Linked DNA regions of Danio rerio: region 2 is linked to region 1. A link is a contact called in public Micro-C data. All regions are on one chromosome and are shown on one strand. Each heading gives the region's core, a stretch centred on a gene start, on an enhancer-like site or on the middle of the called end of the contact. The rest is flanking DNA. Distances are from core to core; before and after follow the strand shown.

What was found. Hi-C and Micro-C count contacts between places; a contact is called where the count stands out from the background.
Region 2: a contact with region 1 is called in a Micro-C map of caudal fin, with 2.4 times the contacts expected there. The contact joins the enhancer-like site here to the promoter of fibpa in region 1. A contact is called at or near these places in 2 of 18 Hi-C or Micro-C datasets (caudal fin and an unstated tissue).

What each region holds. Positions count from the first base shown.
Region 1 is chr14:35,227,773-35,232,733 of GRCz12tu, reverse strand. fibpa (fibroblast growth factor (acidic) intracellular binding protein a) reads left to right here and starts at 2,589. Exons shown (of 11, transcript NM_200409.1): 1 at 2,589-2,744; 2 at 3,008-3,114. The coding sequence starts at 3,030.
Region 2 is chr14:35,356,588-35,361,608 of GRCz12tu, reverse strand. It overlaps a transcript of ubl3b not described here. Among named protein-coding and RNA genes, the nearest start is that of ubl3b, 23 kb to the left of the region's middle. Within about 2 kb of position 3,073, at least 14 of the 62 cell types and tissues checked have an H3K27ac peak or open chromatin away from gene starts, as enhancers often do. A contact at or near this core is called in caudal fin, where this site is marked.

The sequences.
Region 1 (4,961 bases), core at 1,340-3,839:
ATTTTAAATTCAGGGTTCATGCACACTTTTACCACTAAAGTTCCATGACTTTTCCAGAACTTTCAAGTCAAATTTCATGACCTAATGTTTCATGTAATGTCTACATATACATGGTAAATCATAAGAAATGTTTAAATTTATTACAGCATATCATAAAACATGCAATAGTTTCAATTAATTTTTATATCTATGTAAAATAGACGACGCTTACACAGCACTAATAATGCAAGAGCATGTTTTTGGCCAAAAAAAGAAAAGAAGTAAAAACAACTAACCTCCATTTCAACATACAGATATTTGTCAAACTAATTTGAGATAACCTTAATAGTTTGTAAAATAGTAATAGTAGGTAAAACTGCTTCTATTACAAAGCACGTGCGACACGTATGCATTTCACTGCATTCGAAAGTTTAAGCTTGGTGAAATCTAACCTGCAAAACCACAATCACATCAAGTGATTGCATGAGATAGAAGATAATTTAAAATAAGAAATTTAAAATATGGAGCAATCACTTACTTTTGTCTAATCATATTGTTTAACCCCGCCCCTTTTCGCAGCGCCCTACGACAGAATTTTGCAAGCACAAGCTCTTTTTTTCCAAAACCTTTTTCTGTTTTCCATGACCATATGAACCCTGTAAATTCTTCAGTGTTGTAGCCTGCAGACAATGTTAGATACTTTGTATTGGTCACATGTTATTCCTGTATTATAAGTCACTTTGAGGGGAAAAAGCTGCTATATTAATATGTAAATTTTATATTACCACAAGATTTTAAGCCAGCAGAGAAAGTACAAAAAACTACTCTTTGTTATATTTAGACTCTCAGATATAAGTGTGTGCTGTCAATAGGGCATTACATAAAAGTAGATCAAGTACATTTGACCTTTTTACAGCTCTTTTTGTTTCACATATAAATGTAATGTCATTCTGCATCATTTAAAATCTTCTTAAAGTGGCTATTTTTGTATGTTCGTCAATGTGCAATCCATAAAATACATTTAAACATCTGCAGTGGTGTGTAATGTGAATGTAAGTAGCTTAATTTAACGATTTACAGTATGCTTCCCTACTTATAATTGGCACAAGGACACACTCTAGTGATTGGGCAGGATTGTGATGTCATCCCGTTTCTAGGTTACCTCTTCCTGGAGTTTCATCAGGAGGCTTCTGCTCTCTCACCATGATGGATCCTTTTTATAATCCACACATCCCATGTAAACACAGCTAAAAAAAAAAAAAAATTCTTATAAATTACATAGCATCCATATTTTCTTTTTAAACCATTTAACGTATATGACATTATTTGATTAAATATGATACTCTTACTTTTTATTAGATTAAATAAACTATTATTTAAAAACATTTTGCTTTAATCAATATAATTTAACCCCCCCCCCACACACACACGAAGATCAATCGAATTTATAAATCCAAAATGGCGTCACGAATATTGAATATTGGCATCCATTTGGTTCAGTATAAAACATCCATTAACATAACGTTAAAGATAAAATTACCAGAACACTTGGTACCTGAAACCATAGATATATACATTAGATGTCGCCTGGCCTATTGTTGTCTATTGGACGGAATGTGTCAATAGCGCCGCCATCTTGCTACAGGGTAGCGCTCCTTTGACATAAATGCGGGACCAAGGTACTGTGAAGGACTGTGGCCATCCACAGCCAGAGATATACACATATACACATATATCTATGATCGGGAGTTTTCCTGGATGTTCGTATGTAATTTTTTTTTTCCTAATTACGAAAATTATAATTTTACATCACTTTTCTACATTGATGGATCGGTGACCGCACGTGCATTCCTGACAAAAAAAGCTTGTGTTTGTGTGTACAGAAATGTACTATCCACCCTGCCTGTTAAATTTGATCTAATTATGTCCTGAAAAACAGCTCCTCTCCTGCTTTCACTTCTCATAATGACGGAGGGAGCGATTTGTTTGTGAATGAATCCCCCAAACGGCTCTTTCACTAACGTTAGCCGACAATAATACAGTTTCCGGCAGCGCAGCATCTCGTTGTCATATTTCTTTTGCATTGTTTGCTGATTTTATTCAACAAAACTAGCATAAGCCGAGTGTTTAGTGGGAGTTGGAGCTGCTTTGCCGTATGGTGAATGCAGTAAGTTACTGTTATCATCAATAACGTTACCTGATTAGCACAAAAGTTCAGAACATACAAAAACAGAAAAATACTTAATATTACCTATAAAATGTTTTGCCTTTGTGCTTTGTTTTCTTTGTTTGCTCGTTACTACACCCGTAGACAGCGCTAAAGTCCCGCATCTTCACGTAATGTCTTGACTAGTGCGGTTGAATGACATTTGTCCTGGGAGCACTGTACCACTGTGGCGGCGCTATTGACGCATGCTCAGGGTCCCTATGCAATATTTAGTGTATATATCTATGCCTGAAACCACAGCAAAACACATCGAGTCACGTAAATGTTACGTAATACGAATACGGCGCACACCCGGAAGTAGTCGCGACAGATTGTTGTTGCTATGGATGAAGCGTAGCCGCTATATTAGACAGTTATTCCATGGCAGCCATTTAACTTACATGCTAGTTAGTACTGCTTGACCAACAGTATGCAAGCTTAACTTACCTATCCGACAAGCTTATGTTTTCGAGTGAGCAGCCGCTGGATTCAAAACAAGAGCTAACTTAATGTTGTGACATCTGAATGTGATTCAAACCTGCTCATTCGCTTGTGTCCGGTAAGTCCACTGAGGATATTTCGAAAATCCAGAATTCTGTAGCATGTATGAGATGTGTGTGGTGTGCTATGAATTGGTCAAATGGCCCCGTAGTTTAAGCTCTGAGTATGTAATTATTACTGTAAGTCTTGTTTCTTTGACTTTAGTTCTAAAGAAAGAACCTCTGAATATCTGCTTGGCCTTGTAACTTAATAGTTCACTGTGAATGTTGAACGCATTTGTTTATTATTACCCAACTGTGACCATGTGACTTCGTTGTACAGCGTTCATAGTGCCCATGTCAAGATGTCTGTGGAGCTGGATGTTTTTGTTGGAAACACCACCATTATGGACAAAGAAGTGTATCAACTGTGGCTGAATGGATATACAGGTAGAGTATTGTTGTGTATGAGATCATATTCACCATAAAACCTGTTTGGAAATCTATTTTAAATACAGTTCTGACAGAAAAAAGAGACAACTGGAAAGTTATCATGAAACAGTAATGAAATTTGAAATTTCGAAGACACATTTTAAGTTCTTTGTAATATAAAACACATATGAGCATCATTAGTTTCAGTGTCCTTGACTTTTATAGGGCAAGTTCTTGAGTATGTCAGTCGAGTCTGGGGCAGGCTACCTAAAGGTCTTTGAGGAGAACCCAAAACCGATGCTGTCAGATAAAACAGTTGCATCCAAAATTATTAAACCACCTGAATTATTAGCCCTCCTGTTTGTTTTTTCACCTAATTTCTATTTAACGGAGAGAAGATTTTTTTCAACACATTTCTAAACATAATAGTTTTAATAATTTATTTTTATTAACTGATTTATTTTATCTTTGCTATGATGACAGCACACAATATTTTACTAGATACTAGAAAAGAAAAAGCTTAAATTGGCTATTAATATTGACCTTAAAATGGTTATTAAACATTTAAAAACTGCTTTTAATCTAGCCGAAATAAAACAAATAAGTCTTTCTCCAGAAGAAAATATATTATCATACTGTGAAAATTTCCTTGCTCATAACATAATTTGGGAAATATTTAAAAAAGAAAAAGTTTTTTTTAAAGGGGGTTTAATAATTCTGATTGCAACTGTAGGTATTCCGATTTCACTACTGCATTGTTTCCTGCCTAACGCTCCAGTGTTATCCTATCTTATTCGGCGAAATAAGACATTTGCTGTACCCAGGAGTAAAACTAAACATCAGGAACTCTCCTCTATTTCTCATGCTCTGAAATAGTTTTATTATATAACTTAATTCATAGTGTTTTATGTTAAAGATGCTGCAATACCCTGTCCTGTTAAATAAAAAAACTCAAAACATGACAATATTAATTGTATTTTTTAACTGTATAATGAGAAAAAATGTCCTATTTTGATGTCCACAATAAATTTTATTTACTAAGATTTTCTATTCACAGAAAGGGTATTAAATGCAATTAAATTGTCCAATTTAGTGTTCCAAGTACATTTTGTGATGATACAATTTCAAAATATGGGTCAAATAATGTTCCACCTTGATTCAGCAACAGATGCACAGTATATATGTAAACAATGGACTTATTCTTTTTTAAAATAACTTTCTCTATTGTTTTTTTTTAAACATTCATACACATTGACTTACAAACTTGGTCCAACAAACATTTACACAACAATTTACAATAAAATATACAATATACCAGAGATGCCTAAACTATTTGGCCCTCTATCCCATCTGATAAGAGAGGGAGAATGTTGGAATTTTGTGGAGAATGCTTTTAACAGAGATTGTCATTTCTAATTTAACATAACTGTTGAGCTACAAAAAGCAAACTGAAACTAAATGTTTCAATGAAATGTTGTGAATGAATCAGATAAAATAAATAAATAAATAAAAACAGTCACTTGATGGATAGTAGACATTGCAGAAGACATTAGCAAGCGAATCAAGGCAAAGTGTATTTTTAGTGTTATAAATGGGATTGTCCATGTTTTTTGTTGTTGTAAGACATTCATTCATTATAAAATGTAAAAAAATGTATACTAATTATACAAAGTAATTTAAATGTAATAAATTATAGTATCAAATAAATTATATAATGATTTATAATAATAAATTAGGAAATTACATTGACAACTTTTACAGTTTGGTATATTTATCTGTAGCTCACCACCCTCACCACCCCCAGTTTTGGCCCTTCTTAAGAAAAAGTTTGGGCACCCCTGCAATATACAAACAATACATAAAAA
Region 2 (5,021 bases), core at 1,824-4,323, 130 kb before region 1:
CCATTCACCCCCTCTGTGTCTACTTGAATAGCTTTTTTGGGTTTTCCTCGTCTCCGCTGAAGAAGCATGAGGGAAGGTTGGCCATTTTGTGCTTGACGTGAAGTGACACAAACTCTTCTTCTTCTTGCCCAGTCAGGATGTATCATCTGTATGCTCTCCCATGCTTGTCTAACGTGAGTCCTGAGGGACACAGAGAATTAGGAAATCATCTGAAAGCCTCTGTCTGGAGCCAAAGGGCTGGTCTGGTAAAAGCCTGCATTGTAAGCAGTTAAGGATTCATGGACCCCCTGCTTGGCTGTGAAGGTAAAAGACGGGAAAAGGCCGCCACTTAATGGCCTCCCGCTGGGCTGGAAGAAAAAAATGGAGTGTTTTATTTCCTAATGTTTGTATGCCGTCTCTTTTGTTTGCCTTTTGATTGTGGGAAATTAATATTATTAATAATGGAGTAATAATGGAGTCCTTTTTATCTTGTCTGAGTACAGTTGAGTTTTTATTAGTACACATCAGGTGTGTGTGTGTGTGTGTGTGTGTGTGTGCGTGCGTGCGTGCGCGCGTGTGTGTGTGTGTGTGTGTGTGTGTGTGTGATTGAGTGGATGAGGCTTTTGTTTTTGAAAGATAGTGCAGTTGTTGTGGAAAGAGTGCCCACATTAACTGTCTCCAGTCTTTTTTGATTGGCCAATTATTGCAAGAGTGTTTATCATTGTCACTGCTATGAAGATGAGCTACAAATGATTAAATGTAAAGAAAATAAAAAATAAATCCCTAAATCTTGTATTATAAATTAATAAAAACATTTCAAATAATAATTTGGTGTTCCTGCGTCTTTTAAAGTTGTTTAGTAATTTAATTTAATGAACCGTAAAGACTTTGTACTTACTGTATGATGTTTTACTCTAGGTGTGGCCAAACTTGGTCCTTAAGGGCTGTTGTCCTGCAGATTTTAGCTTCAGTTTGCTTTAACACACCTGCCTGGAAGTTTCTTGTATATCTAGAAGGAGCTTGATTAGCTGGCTCAAGTGTGTTTGTTTGGAGTTGGATTTAAAATATGTAGGACACCGGCCCTCCAGGACCAAGTTTGAGCACCCCTATTCTAGATCAGTGTTTCCCAAACCTGTTCCTGAAGGCACACCAACAGTACATAATTTGCATGTCTCCCTTATCTGATCTACTCATGTCAGCTTTCTTCTAATGTTCTGAGGACTTGATTCAGATGTGTTTGAATAGTAGGAAAATGTTCTGTTGGTGTGCCTTCAGGTTGGGCACCACTGCTCGAGACTAATGATAAAATTCAAACTATACACTCACCGGACACGTTATTAGGTGCACCTGAATAACTGCTCATTAACGCAAAATTCTAATCAGCCAATCACATGGCAGCAACTTAATGCAGTTATGCATGTAGACATGGTGAAGATGATCTTCTGCTGTTCAAACCGAGCATCAGAATGGAGAAGAAAGGTGATTTAAGTGACTTTGAAGGTGGCATGGTTGTTGGTGTCCGATGGGTTGGTCTGAGTATTTCAGAAACTGCTGATCTGCTAGGATTTTCACGCACAACAATGTCTGGGATTTACATGGAATGGTCAGAAATAGAGAAAATATCCAATGAATGACAGTTCTGTTGGCCCAAATGCCTTGATGTCAGAGGAGAATGACCAGGCTGGTTCAAGCTGATAGAAAGGCGACAGTAACTCAAATAACCACTCATTATAATCGAGATATGGAGAAGAGCATCTCTGAATGCACAACACGTCGAAGGCTCACCAAAATTGGACAATCAAACATTGGAAAAACGCTGCCTGCTCTTACGAGTCTCTATTTCTGCTGCGACATTCAGATGGTAGGGTCAGATTTTGGTGTCAGCAACATGAAAGTATGGATTCATCCTGCCTTGCTGGTTGGTGGTGGTGGTGTGATGGAGTGGGGGATATTTTATTGCTACACTTTGGGCCCATTAGTACCAATTGAGAATTGTGTCAATGCCACAGCCTACCTGATTAATACTGCTCACCATGTCCATCCCTTTATGACCTCAGTGTACCCATCTTCTGATAGCCACTTCCAGCAGGACAAACCTGCAGTATCTGCATCTGCAGTAAATCTGCGTGATTATATCATGTTAATATAGACTAAAATTTCTGAGGAGTATTTCCAGTACCTTATTGAATTTATGCCACGAAGAATTAAAGCAGTTCTGAAGGCAAAATGGGGTCCAATATGGTACTAGTTGTACCTAACAAAGTGGCCGGTGAGTTTCTTGCAGATTTCCGTTGCAAACTTGACCAAACACACCTGTCAGTAATTATCAAGAGCTGATAAATGGTTCAGGTGTGTTTGATCAGGGTTGTTTGACCTGAGTTCTGCAGGAAGGTAGCTCTCCAGGAATAGGGTTATTGACCCGCCCTTTACGTCATCAAGTGATCTGGTTAAATGTGCCTGACTATTTGGGTTATAATTTGTTGGCACTTTGAACGACATTTTAGTGGATATTCTCTGTAAGTTATGGTGTAAATCACCGTCAAATGTACTAGAAAGCTTCTTTTTTAAACCCTTTTCGTCATTGACCCTTGCTACTGAGCTATTGTATCTTCTAGCATAGTAGGCTATAAGATATGATGCACTTTGTTTCTTGTGTCGTTCACTAAGACGAAAATAAATAAGAGATTTTGTCACGTCGAGGCTTTCTTAAAATAATCAGCAGCTCTTTTGTTTGTGTAGTGTCGTGGTTCTGCCTTTAGATGGCGACGGGGCTCCAGTGCTCTGACGGGTTCTTCTGTGACGCGATCCTGCACTGTGTGCTTCCCTTTCATTTGTAGGCTTCACTGATCACCAACTACCCCGTTTGTTAAGGAAAGCAGCAGTAGTTTCTCAAATACTGATTAAATAATACGCCAGCATATACATTATTATTACTACATACCATTGTTTTCATGATTGCATGCACCCTGAAATTCAAATATACTTTTTATAATCATGACCATCAGTTTCCGTTGAACAGCAGGTTCAGTAGCGTGACCCTTAACACTGCTTTCCTCTTTTTAACAGTCGCAATGAGCCCTGATTTATTATAGACCTTTTCTCGTTTAATAAAAATTTCCTTCTGTTTTTGAACAGTGCTTTCATGACTTATTGTTGAGGCATGTCCAGCTTTCCAGTTGACGTTGGCAGGGAACTGAAGGAAGAAGAAATGTCCAGATCTTGCACTCCAGCACACGGACTCTTAATGGCTTTATAGTGAACTGTTCGTGTGGTTTGGGCCTGTTTTTTATCGCACTGTGCCACGCAATCATAATAAAGATGAGTTACGAGACACAGAATGAACGACTAGGTGCTTATATCTGCTGAATATACAATTAACAACTTACTCGTAATATTTAAACCTTTTAAAAGATAGTAACGTTATTAAGAAACCTTTTTTATATTCTCTAGGGTTCACCGAGCTACATTTTGAAAAAAAAAAATGCAATTAAAGCAGTATATTACCCTTCTATATTATTCATTTTAGCTTATACTGCCTCCTAACAGAAACATGCTAGTAATGTGCTAATTAGCATATAAAAGCATGCGAGCAACAACTATACATAACCTAAATAAAACTATAACCTACTAAACATGTTATATTAGCTAAGACATGTACCTACTAAAGGCCTAGTAAACAAGTTGATTTTAGTATAAAAATGCGAACAATGCGTTAAAATAGTACAAATAAAAATGGTTTATTATTTTGTTTCTCTTTCTTCCTTCCTTCCTTCCTGTTCTTTTGTTCCATTAGTTTCAAACACTGACTAGTGTCTGTGCAAACAAAAGTGTGTTCCTGTGCAAAGCTAATTTAACTCTGTGGTGGTAAAAGTCCTTTAGAAACTCTTCATCGAACATTCTCATTTGATGCTCATGAAACATTATTATTTTTAATGTAAAAACTTACTGTACTGCAGCTACTGCTTAATATGTGGAAGCCATTATGTTTTCTTTCTTTCAAGAGCTACTAAAATTCTTACAGAACCAAACTTTTGGACTATATGTGCTTATCTTTCATTTTTGGCCACCCAACCTCCAGCTGAAATCACTTCATTTGATTTTTCACAAGCCGCTAAAACATTTTTACACGTTTGTTTATTAACTTTAGCCACTGGTTATTTTTTTGCCTAGCCCTAATTGTGAACAGCACCACTTTACAGTCAGTCTGAATCCCGTCAATCTTCGAGGCTTTGGCTGTAATAATATACTTAACCTGCGTGAGTTCAGCCCTCTGTTGCTTGTTATGTGTGAAGGGATGGATCGGGTCCAGGGTTCACCTAAACACAAAGCACCACTAATGGTTTAGCAGCAAGTCTCGTGGGGGATCGGAAAGAAATGGTGAGAGCAGCTGCCTCACAACTTAAACCTCTCTCTTCATCCTTCTGTTTGGTTTTAGGGGTCAAACACAACTATGTGCTGGTCAGTGAACTTGGTGTGATCTGTTTGACCCCCAGTTTAACCTGTTTTTCCAAGGAGCTTTATATATATCATGATATGACAACTACAAATTTGTTTTGTGCTAGAGATATAGTGGCATTGATGAAAATAAGCAGGTGATGTGATTGGTCAACATTTAAAGTTGTCCTAAATTTTACTATGGCAAGAATGTGTGTTGTTCAATAGTTTTAACTCGGCTACTTTGACAGTTCTGATCCACCTTAAATACTACTGTAAAGACTTCTTAAATCAAGACACAATACGTTGTCAAAATTCTACACACAATACCTCATGATGACAAGTGAAAGTGAAAAAAATTTTTTTTAATTGTTACAAATTTATTAAAAATAAAACACCTGAAAAATCACATGTACATAAGTATTTATAGCCTTTGCCGTGAAGCCCTAAATTGAGCTCAGGTACATTTTGTTTCCACTGATCATTCTTGAAATGTTTCAGCAGCTTAATTGGAGTTCACCTGTGGTAAATTCGGTTGACTGAACATGATTTGAAAAGGCATAAACCTGTCTATATAAGGTCCCAGGGTTGACAGTGCATGTCAAAGC